Regions from separate parts of the Mus musculus genome. Here regions 2 and 3 are each linked to region 1. A link is a contact called in public HiChIP or PLAC-seq and promoter capture Hi-C data. All regions are on one chromosome and are shown on one strand. Each heading gives the region's core, a stretch centred on a gene start, on an enhancer-like site or on the middle of the called end of the contact. The rest is flanking DNA. Distances are from core to core; before and after follow the strand shown. Region 1 holds the start of Spen (spen family transcription repressor). Region 2 has its middle 11 kb from the start of Gm52686. Region 3 holds the start of 4930455G09Rik (RIKEN cDNA 4930455G09 gene).

Evidence for each region. Promoter capture Hi-C pulls out the DNA fragments that hold promoters and counts their contacts. HiChIP or PLAC-seq counts read pairs in DNA pulled down with a chosen protein or histone mark.
Region 2: a contact with region 1 is called in a promoter capture Hi-C map of liver. The contact joins the enhancer-like site here to the promoter of Spen in region 1. A contact is called at or near these places in 2 of 39 promoter capture datasets (the 3T3-L1 cell line and liver), 1 of 484 Hi-C or Micro-C datasets (muscle stem cells) and 5 of 115 datasets of contacts at active chromatin or transcription factors (embryonic stem cells, extraembryonic endoderm stem cells, memory CD8 T cells and 1 more).
Region 3: an H3K27ac HiChIP or PLAC-seq map of microglia shows a contact between it and region 1, with 8 times the contacts expected there. The contact joins the promoter of 4930455G09Rik here to the promoter of Spen in region 1. A contact is called at or near these places in 2 of 115 datasets of contacts at active chromatin or transcription factors (microglia and pancreatic cancer cells).

The regions. Positions count from the first base shown.
Region 1 is chr4:141,537,292-141,539,996 of GRCm38.p6, forward strand. It overlaps Spen (spen family transcription repressor), which reads right to left and starts at 1,306. Exons shown (of 16, transcript NM_019763.2): 1 at 873-1,306. The coding sequence starts at 955. Gm4123 (predicted gene 4123) reads left to right here. Exons shown (of 2, transcript NR_166589.1): 2 at 1-126.
Region 2 is chr4:141,258,212-141,260,972 of GRCm38.p6, forward strand. No RefSeq gene overlaps it. Among named protein-coding and RNA genes, the nearest start is that of Gm52686, 11 kb to the left of the region's middle. Within about 2 kb of position 1,425, at least 48 of the 459 cell types and tissues checked have an H3K27ac peak or open chromatin away from gene starts, as enhancers often do. A contact at or near this core is called in liver and pancreatic cancer cells, where this site is marked.
Region 3 is chr4:142,016,587-142,019,286 of GRCm38.p6, forward strand. 4930455G09Rik (RIKEN cDNA 4930455G09 gene) reads left to right here and starts at 1,312. Exons shown (of 2, transcript NR_131014.1): 1 at 1,312-1,544.

The DNA.
Region 1 (2,705 bases), core at 56-2,555:
AGAGTACGCCCAACTTGGAACCTTCCAGGGTATTGGATATCAGGAGAAGTGAATTTCCACAGGCGATCGCAGATTTGCTACGTTCTTTCTCAATGTGCGGAAAGTATGAATAAATTCTCATTGTAAGTGGGGTTGCATGCTGAGGCCTCTACCAGTTACCCGGACACGCGTTTCTGGGAGCAAATAAGCGCTAAATGCTACCAACGGGTATGAAAAGCAGCATTTACTTCTTTTCCTTCCACAAGCAAAAAGTATTTAGAGAAACCGAAAAGTCATACCTAATCGCTAAAATTTTGCACTTTTTGGCTACTTCACTAACGAATTCGAGGTGAAGGGTCTATTGTAAAAAAAAAAAAAACAACAAACAAACAAAAACAAAAAAAAAAAACGCTCGGTCACCAGCGCGGCGCGGGAATGCATCCGCAGCGCCAAGCTTGGCGTTCGCGCTCCCTTCCCCGCGAGCTCCGGGACACGGGCAGCCCATTTAGCCGCCGCCGAGCGCCAGGCAGCCCGCTCCGCCCAGCCGCGCAGAGAGCTGAAGCATCCGCCGCTGCACGAATCTCCGGAGAGCGGCCACTGCTCCGGGTGCCTGCCACCTCCCGGTGCCGCACGATGCCAAGCGCGGCTGCGGCGTCCGCACAGCCCGGGCTCTGCGGGCGCTCGGGGCCCCGGCCAGTCGCGCTGGACTGCGAGGCGGCGCGCAAAAAGGCGATCCCGCAGCCCCCCAGCGCTCCCGCTCCTTCGGTGGCCGCACAGCAGCCGCCCGCCCAGAGCGCCGGAGCCAGCCGCGCGTCGCCGCTCTGCCGGTGGCCAGCAACGGGCCGGAGAGGCGCCCGAGGTGCCAGCGCGGCTCCGGGCCTCGTGTCACTCACCGTTTGAAATGCTCGATGATCTTCTCTTCCCGCACGTTCTCCGGTAAGTTTCCCACCCAGAGGTGCCTGGTTTCCCGGACCATGCTGGGCGGTGTGCCGGCGACCGCGGTGGCTGGCTCCCCCTCGCCGGCTTCGTACGCGGCCGTCAGCGCAGGGAGGCGGGCGCCGGGGCGGCGGCGGCGGCGGCTGCGGCGGTGGCGTCGGCAGCGGCGGCGGCTCCTCCGGCTCCCCCCGGTGCAGAGACCATCCCTCTCCCCCAGGTTCTGACTCTCGGGCCTCGCAGCTCCGCTCTGCCGCCACCAAACACCCGAAGCCGACCCTCGCGCTCCGGCGGCGCATGCGCGCGGGCGGCGGCGGGCGGGGGAGCGGGAGGAGGGGCGAGCGAGACCCGGGCGGCCGCGACTACGACGGAGCCGGCGCTGTGGCTGCCGGACGCTTCCCACCGGCGCGCGCGGCCCGCCTCCCGCCGCCTGGCCACCGCCCCCTGGCCGCGGGCGCGCGCGCGTCCTCCCGCCCCGACGCGGAGGGCCTCCCAGCCGGCGCGCAGGCGCGCGGAGCTCGGAAGGGGGAGGAATGCGGAGCCGGGAAGCGGCGCCCGCGCAGTCAGCTTAGTGCGCAGGCGCGCCGGAGGCCGGGAGGCCGGCCGCCGGAGGCGTCGGGGTGGGGGAGGATGGGGCCGCTTCTGCCTGCGGTCAGGCGTTGCTCTGGGGAAACACAAGAGAACCCGGTTAGTTTCCACGCCAAGAGGTTTCTAGAGGCCAAAGTCCCTATGCCTGTCTGCCCTACGGCCCGCCCCTGACCATTTCCGGACGCCTAGATTCCCCGCCTGCTTGGGAAAGTGGTCGGGACCAGGCCACCCTTTTCACCGCCCAGACAAGGGACCAGCGCTGCAGAGAAACCCATCCCTCCCAAGAATCATTGGCTTGTAACATTAAGCAACTTTTTATATAGGAGCTTGCGAAACCTTCTGCAAGATGTCTTTGCTCATGATTACAGTACACACAAGAATTAAAGCTGAAAGGATACAGACATTCCATACTGTTTCCCCTCGGAAGGTTTGGAATAGTTGGTTTTTTAAACAGAGAGTATTAGACCTCCGGCCCTTCCAGACTTTTGAAACTGGCAGTTGACCTTTCATGTAAGGCCGGCTTTCAGAAAGATAAAACCGCAAAAGGCCACTGTGGAGTAACAGAAAAAAAAAATCTTAACTCATTAAAACCGTCAGCAACTCATACTTTAATTTTTCATACACAAAAATAAAATGGTGCTTCGGGTACAGCCTACACTTTTTGTTTCGTTGTGCCCTTAGGGTCTACAAAGTGTGCAGTACACACAAATTAGGGTTCTACCTAAGGACCTCGCCCGCGTCCAACAAGGTGTGTTAATATATCACTAGGCTACATTCCCAGTTCTTGGTAGTGTTTTCTTTGTTTGGCTTAATTTGAAAGGGTCTTCCAGAGCCACTGTTTATATTTTTGAGAAAGGGTCTTATATAGCTCAGGCTAGTCTCACACTTCTAGTTTTGTGCCCACCTCTCAGGACTGAGACTGTAGACCTCGGCTACCATATAACTTCACCAACCGAACAGGCAGTATTTTGAATTGGAAAAAAATCATAAATAATAGCAATAATATTTGGGGTCACATAATTGTTTCTTTTGTTCCATAAAAAGTACTAGGGTTTATTTTTTATTATTTGTTCATTTTAGTCTGCCATATAGCCTAAGTTTATATGTATATAATATATCTTGATATATATATGTGTGTGTGTGTGTCTGTATATATGTATATATATATATATATATATCTTGATATATATGTGTGTGTGTGTCTG
Region 2 (2,761 bases), core at 175-2,674, 280 kb before region 1:
TCTGACACACAGAGGGAGAGGTGGGGTCTCCGTATCCCCTCCCAGTGACCTAATAATACCTCCCAGGTTCATTTGCCATAACCCACCTCGTGTCGTGACCCTTGGTGTCTGGGACACTTAGATCCAAATGGCAGCAGTAGCCATGTGTGCAGTCCTGAGAGCCAGGCTGAGCAGGGTTGACCCTGGAGTCCCATGGGCCACTGGGGGCACCTCTGCTGACCCAGAGGGTGAGTTAGCTGTGAACAGTTGGGATGGGGTCTTCTTCGGGGCTTAGAGAAGGGGCCCAGGCATGGTGGTGCACACCCTTAATCCCCACACAAGAGAGGCAGGGGCAGGTCCAGGACAGCTAGGGCTTGCTTCACACCTCTCTCTCTCTCTCTCTCTCTCTCTCTCTCTCTCTCTCTCTCTCTCTCTCTCTCTCTCTCTCTCTCCTAAAGAGAAGAAGGGGTGGCCCCGGCCATGGGTGGTCAGGGAGGAATGCTGACTAAGGTTTTAGGGCGATGTGGGAGCGTGTCTGTTTTCCTCCTGCTGTTGTTCTGTGTTTGATGGATACACTCTCCCTCCGAGCCCACACACCAGTCTCTCTTCAGTTTCCTGGGGCAGGGTTTAGATAGGCCCATTGGCTCAAACTCACAATGTAACCAAGGATTCTCCTTCTTTCTAATGTTCTTTGCACAAGTTGGTTTCTATTGATTTGGTTGGTTGGTTGGTTCTGGTTTTTTCGAGACAGGGTTTCTCTGTGTAGCCCTGGCTGTCCTGGAACTCACTCTGTAGACCAGACTGGCCTTGAACTCAGAAATCCGCCTGCCTCTGCCTCCCAAGTGCTGGGATTGTTTTTTAAGGCAAGGTCTCCAGCCCAAGACAGACTCGGACTCCCTACATAGTCCAGGATGACTTCGAACTCCTAAATCTCCTGCCCCCACCTCTCAGTGCTAGAATTACAGACCCAAGCTACCACCGCAGGTTCATGTGGTGCTGGGGATGGAACTTGGCTTTGGGTCCCACTTGATCCTCCCAAACTGCGCGGCATCCTTACCCCCGCCCCAGCCCCGCTCCGAATCGGTTTTGTATTTAGGTTTTCGTTCTTTGGATCCACCCTGAAGTCCAGGTGGTTCCCCCTCTACTGCGTCCACGTGAGCGTGAGCTGAACCTCGCCCGGGTCTTACTCAGTCCACACGTGCCCTCTCCTGTCTGTCCTCTAACTTCCCTGTCTGTCTGACTCAGCTCCTCTGTTTTCCCTTGTTTTTCCTGGGTTTTCCTGACCTGGGCAATTTTGAGGCTTTCTGGTCGGTATTTTGTACACGATCCTGCAATTTGGGTGTATCTGATGTTTTTCTCATGACGAAGCCGGAGTTGCTGCGGCTTTCGGCGGGAACACCACAGAGGTAAACAGAGTCCTCTGCTCATGACGTCAGGAGTCACGTGATGGCCACATGGGTCACCAATGGGGTTGATTGTTTTTCCTTTCCTCCCCCTGCGTCCCCAGTTCTCACATTGTAGTCCAGGCTAGCCTCAAACTCAAGGCAAACCTCTTCTTCCCTTCCCAAGTACTGGCATGAGAGAGGTGAGCTGCCAAGCCCCGACGATGTACACAATCTTTAAACAAACAACAACAACAACAAAACCAAAAAAAAGCTTTACAGAGGGTCTTAACGAAGCTCATGCTGGCCTTGGCCCAGGCCTGCCCCTCCTGAGGGCTAGGATAACAGACCATGTTGAAAAACATTTTGGGGGGAATTGCTGGCGACCTAACTCTTCCTTCTTCCCCCACCCCCCTCTTTCTTTCTTTTTCATCTTTTTCTTTCTTTCATTCTTTTCTTTTCCTTTCTTTCTTGGATGAAACCCAGGCCCCACCCACACCAGCCAGGACCAGGAAACACTCCTGGGTCCCGTGCGGTTTGTGTTCCCCCACCGTGCCGACTCAGGCTTTCACTTCATTCATTCCGTCAGCCTGCCATGTCTGTCAGCGCGGACTCATTCGCTGGGCTGGGATCCAATATGTGTTTACACATCGTCCTAGCAAGCTGGGTGTGGCAGTGCACAGCGATTAGCCAAGCACTCCCTGGGGAAGTGGGAGGGGCTATGTCAGGAGGACCGTAGCCGAGGAGACCCCCCCCCTCCTACAAAGTAAGACCCTTCTGCCCCATAAAGGGGGACTAGGGGCTGGGGAGGCACCAGTGTTGGAGTGACCCAGGGCAAGATTCCTGTACTGCATAAGCGGCAGGGTGGTGCCTGCAACCCAAGCACTCAGGTGAGGGCAGGGCGGAAGAAATTCTTGGGCCATTTGAGAGAGACCCTGATCAGAGCCTCTTGGGTCCGCCCTGTCCTGTATATCCCATGCCCTCAGGGCTCACACTACAGCGAGCTCCAGGCTCAAGTCCTGCCCAGGTAGAATCTGTTAAAGAGTTGGACTCTTTCCAAAGAACAGAGTTCTCCATGCTGATGAGGTATCTAGAGGCCCTGAGGACTTAGCCAATAAGCATCCCTTCTTGGACCTTCCTCCCTGCAAAGGGTATTTATTTAATCACTAGTCCACCCTGAGAAGGAGGTACTCACCCATTTTCCATGATGAACAATAAACAATTTGGAATCAAGGACCATCTCTTTCATCGCAGTGGGGAGCATAGAGAAGGCCTTTGACTACTGAGTCACAACGCTGCTGTCTAAACCTCCCGTAGAAGGACCCTCTACATGCCCAGACTCGCCACCACAGCTAAGCCAGAGTCCCCCATCCCTGTCATCCTCAGCCTGCAGACCCCAA
Region 3 (2,700 bases), core at 62-2,561, 480 kb after region 1:
CTCATTGTTCTGGAATTCACCATAAAACTGAGACAACTGGTCAGTGAGGCCAGGGGCCCCTGTCTGTCTACACCTCTCCAGCGATGGGATTACAAGCTCATGTCCCCGAGTTTACAAGCTGAGGTCACAAGCTCATGGTCCTATGCTAGCTCAGCACTTTGCTGTCCTATCTCCTGAGTTGGACATTTTCAATTTATTTCAAGCATATTGAATCATAACCTGTTTGTAAAGCAGGGAATATCGATAGATGAGTGATAGGGGAAGGGTCAATTCTTAGGCACCATAACTGACAGCTGTCAAAAGAAGGATATCTGCTTGCTACCTGCTACCCCGCCCTCTGGGCAGAGACACCGTCTAGGGAGAAGGGGCCATCTCAGGTCTGCACCCCTCCTCCAAGCTGGGGAGCCCTCAGCGCCCTGTTCTTCCCACTGCATTCAGAGTCTGACTTCTCGCCTGCAACTTCAGCCTCCACAAAATCTCATTGCTCCCAGCCACCTCTCCTGGCTATCCTTGTCCCCTCCTTGGAGACCTCTGGATGGTCCCCCTTCAGTCCCTGCATTCCAGCAGGAGGTGAATCCCGGCTTCAGCTCCAGCCAGGAGAGCTGTAAGGCTTCATGGCTTGGATCAAAGGAAGTGACAGGTTGTGTAAGCTGATCTAGAACCTCCCTCCCAGGCCTGCGATGAAGTCAGTCTCCTGATGAAGTCAGTCTCCTTGATGCTCCCAGAGCCTTGTTGAGTCAATCATCGATATTACCCATCGCATTTCAGCTCCAATAGGCAACAGATCCTAAATGGGACCCCAGACCGGGACCACCATGGGGACCCACAGACTGTGTGGAACCGGATGGTAACAAAGGTCTTTCTGTTCCCCCAATGTCGCAGGTTCTCTGGGCAACGTCTGGAGCGTGCTACATTCATTATCTTTTCTTTTATAAGTGAGTGAGTCAGATTTGAGGGAAATGAGAAGGTGGGAGCCACTGGGATGGGGAGAAGAGTGGTGCCCCAAGCAGGGGTGTACAGTAGTGGGGAGCCCAAGCTTTTTGTTGTTTGGAATAAGTTATGCTGTTTTAAGCAGTTTATTTATTTGCGGGGGTGGGGGAAGGGATGCTTGCCACAGTGCATGGGTGTGGGGTCAGAGGCAGTTCAAGGGAGTCAAATCTCTCCTCTCACTGTGTAGGAACCCGGGGTTGATCTCAGGCCATCAGGCGTGGCCTCGGGCACCTTCATCAGCTGAGCTATCTCAGTCGGAGCCTGGAGCCTTTGTGGGCTTCTTCGCAGCTGACTGATGACGTCAGCTTTAGCCGCTCTGCCACTCACAGAAGCTATGGGCCCCAAGGGAAGGAGGCGTGGGGACTGTGTGCCCAGGGAGATTAGGAAGTGAGAACAGATAACTCGCCCACTTGTGACCGATGAGTGAGCGACGCCCAGTCCACTCGGGCACACAGTGGCTCTCTGAGGAACGTTTCATGGAGGTGCCCTTGTCTCCGTACAGAAGATTCTAGAAGGCTTTGGGTGTGTGTCTGTCAGTGGCAGAGCCGCTTCAGGTGAGAAAGCTTGTTCCAGGCAGCAGCTTGAGGTGACCTCACCCTTTGTCACCCCTCACCTCCTGGAGGATTTATGGCATTGCAAGGATGCTCTCCCGGTGCCTTTGTCATCTCAGAGGTGCAGATGTGGGGCGTGAGGTGACTGTTTTGTGTCATTCCTGGCTCTAACTTTTCCCTTCCTTCCCGAACAGGTTGGTTGGGGCCTCGCTGGTCATTTTTTTTCTCCTCAGGTTTCCTCTGAATCACTCCATTTGGACTGATGGCATCCGGTCTCCTCCCCACGCCCAGCAAAGACTCTCTTTCTCTCTGAGAACAATCGCTCTTTTCTCTCCAAGCCCTGGTCCACCCTCATCTTTTACCCTGTCTTCTCATCTCTCCTGGGAACCGAGTATTGTTCAGAAACTTAAGCCTCAGAGATAGTCCTTTCTAACCCAGGTCTGAATTTGGACCAGTCAAGAGCTGAGAGACAGGAATGATCCCCGGTCACTGGGTTCCAGAAGCACTCATTGCCCTGTGGGACTTGGAACTGGAGTAGAGAAGGGGGGCTGCGGCCTTGTTCTTAAATGACTCCCAACACTCATGTTGAAGGCTTCATCTCCAGTTCATGGTGTTATTGAGACGTGGTGGGAATTTCGGGAGGAGCATGCCCTTAAAGGGAGTCTCTCTTCCTCCCTCTCTCTTTTCTTCCTCCTCTCCTTCCTTCTCCACACCCCTTCCTTCCTCTCCCTCCCAGCCATCACAAGCTGTGCAAACTGACTTTGACACATACTTCATGCCTGATGTTCTGCGGCTTCACAAGGCCAAAACATGGGGCCTGAAACATGTCGGCTGGAACCAGTAAAACCAGGACCACAAACAAACCTTTCTGGTTTGGTAAGCTGGTAGTCTAGGTTGTTTTCTAACATCGAGGAAAAGATGGGGCACACAGGCGAGACAGCCTTCTGCCTCTAGGGTCTGATGGGTCAGAAGAGGAGAATTCCACCTGAGTCTTGAAGAACTTACAGGATTGCGGGATGCAGAGAGGGAGAGAATTTGGGAAGGTGGAGGAAAAAGCTGAGGAGACAGAGGGTGGGAGACAGGCTGGGTGCGGCAGGATGCAGGAGGCAGGTACTGGGACTCAAAGATGGCCCCTGGTCAGCTCAAGTCTGATGGTTTT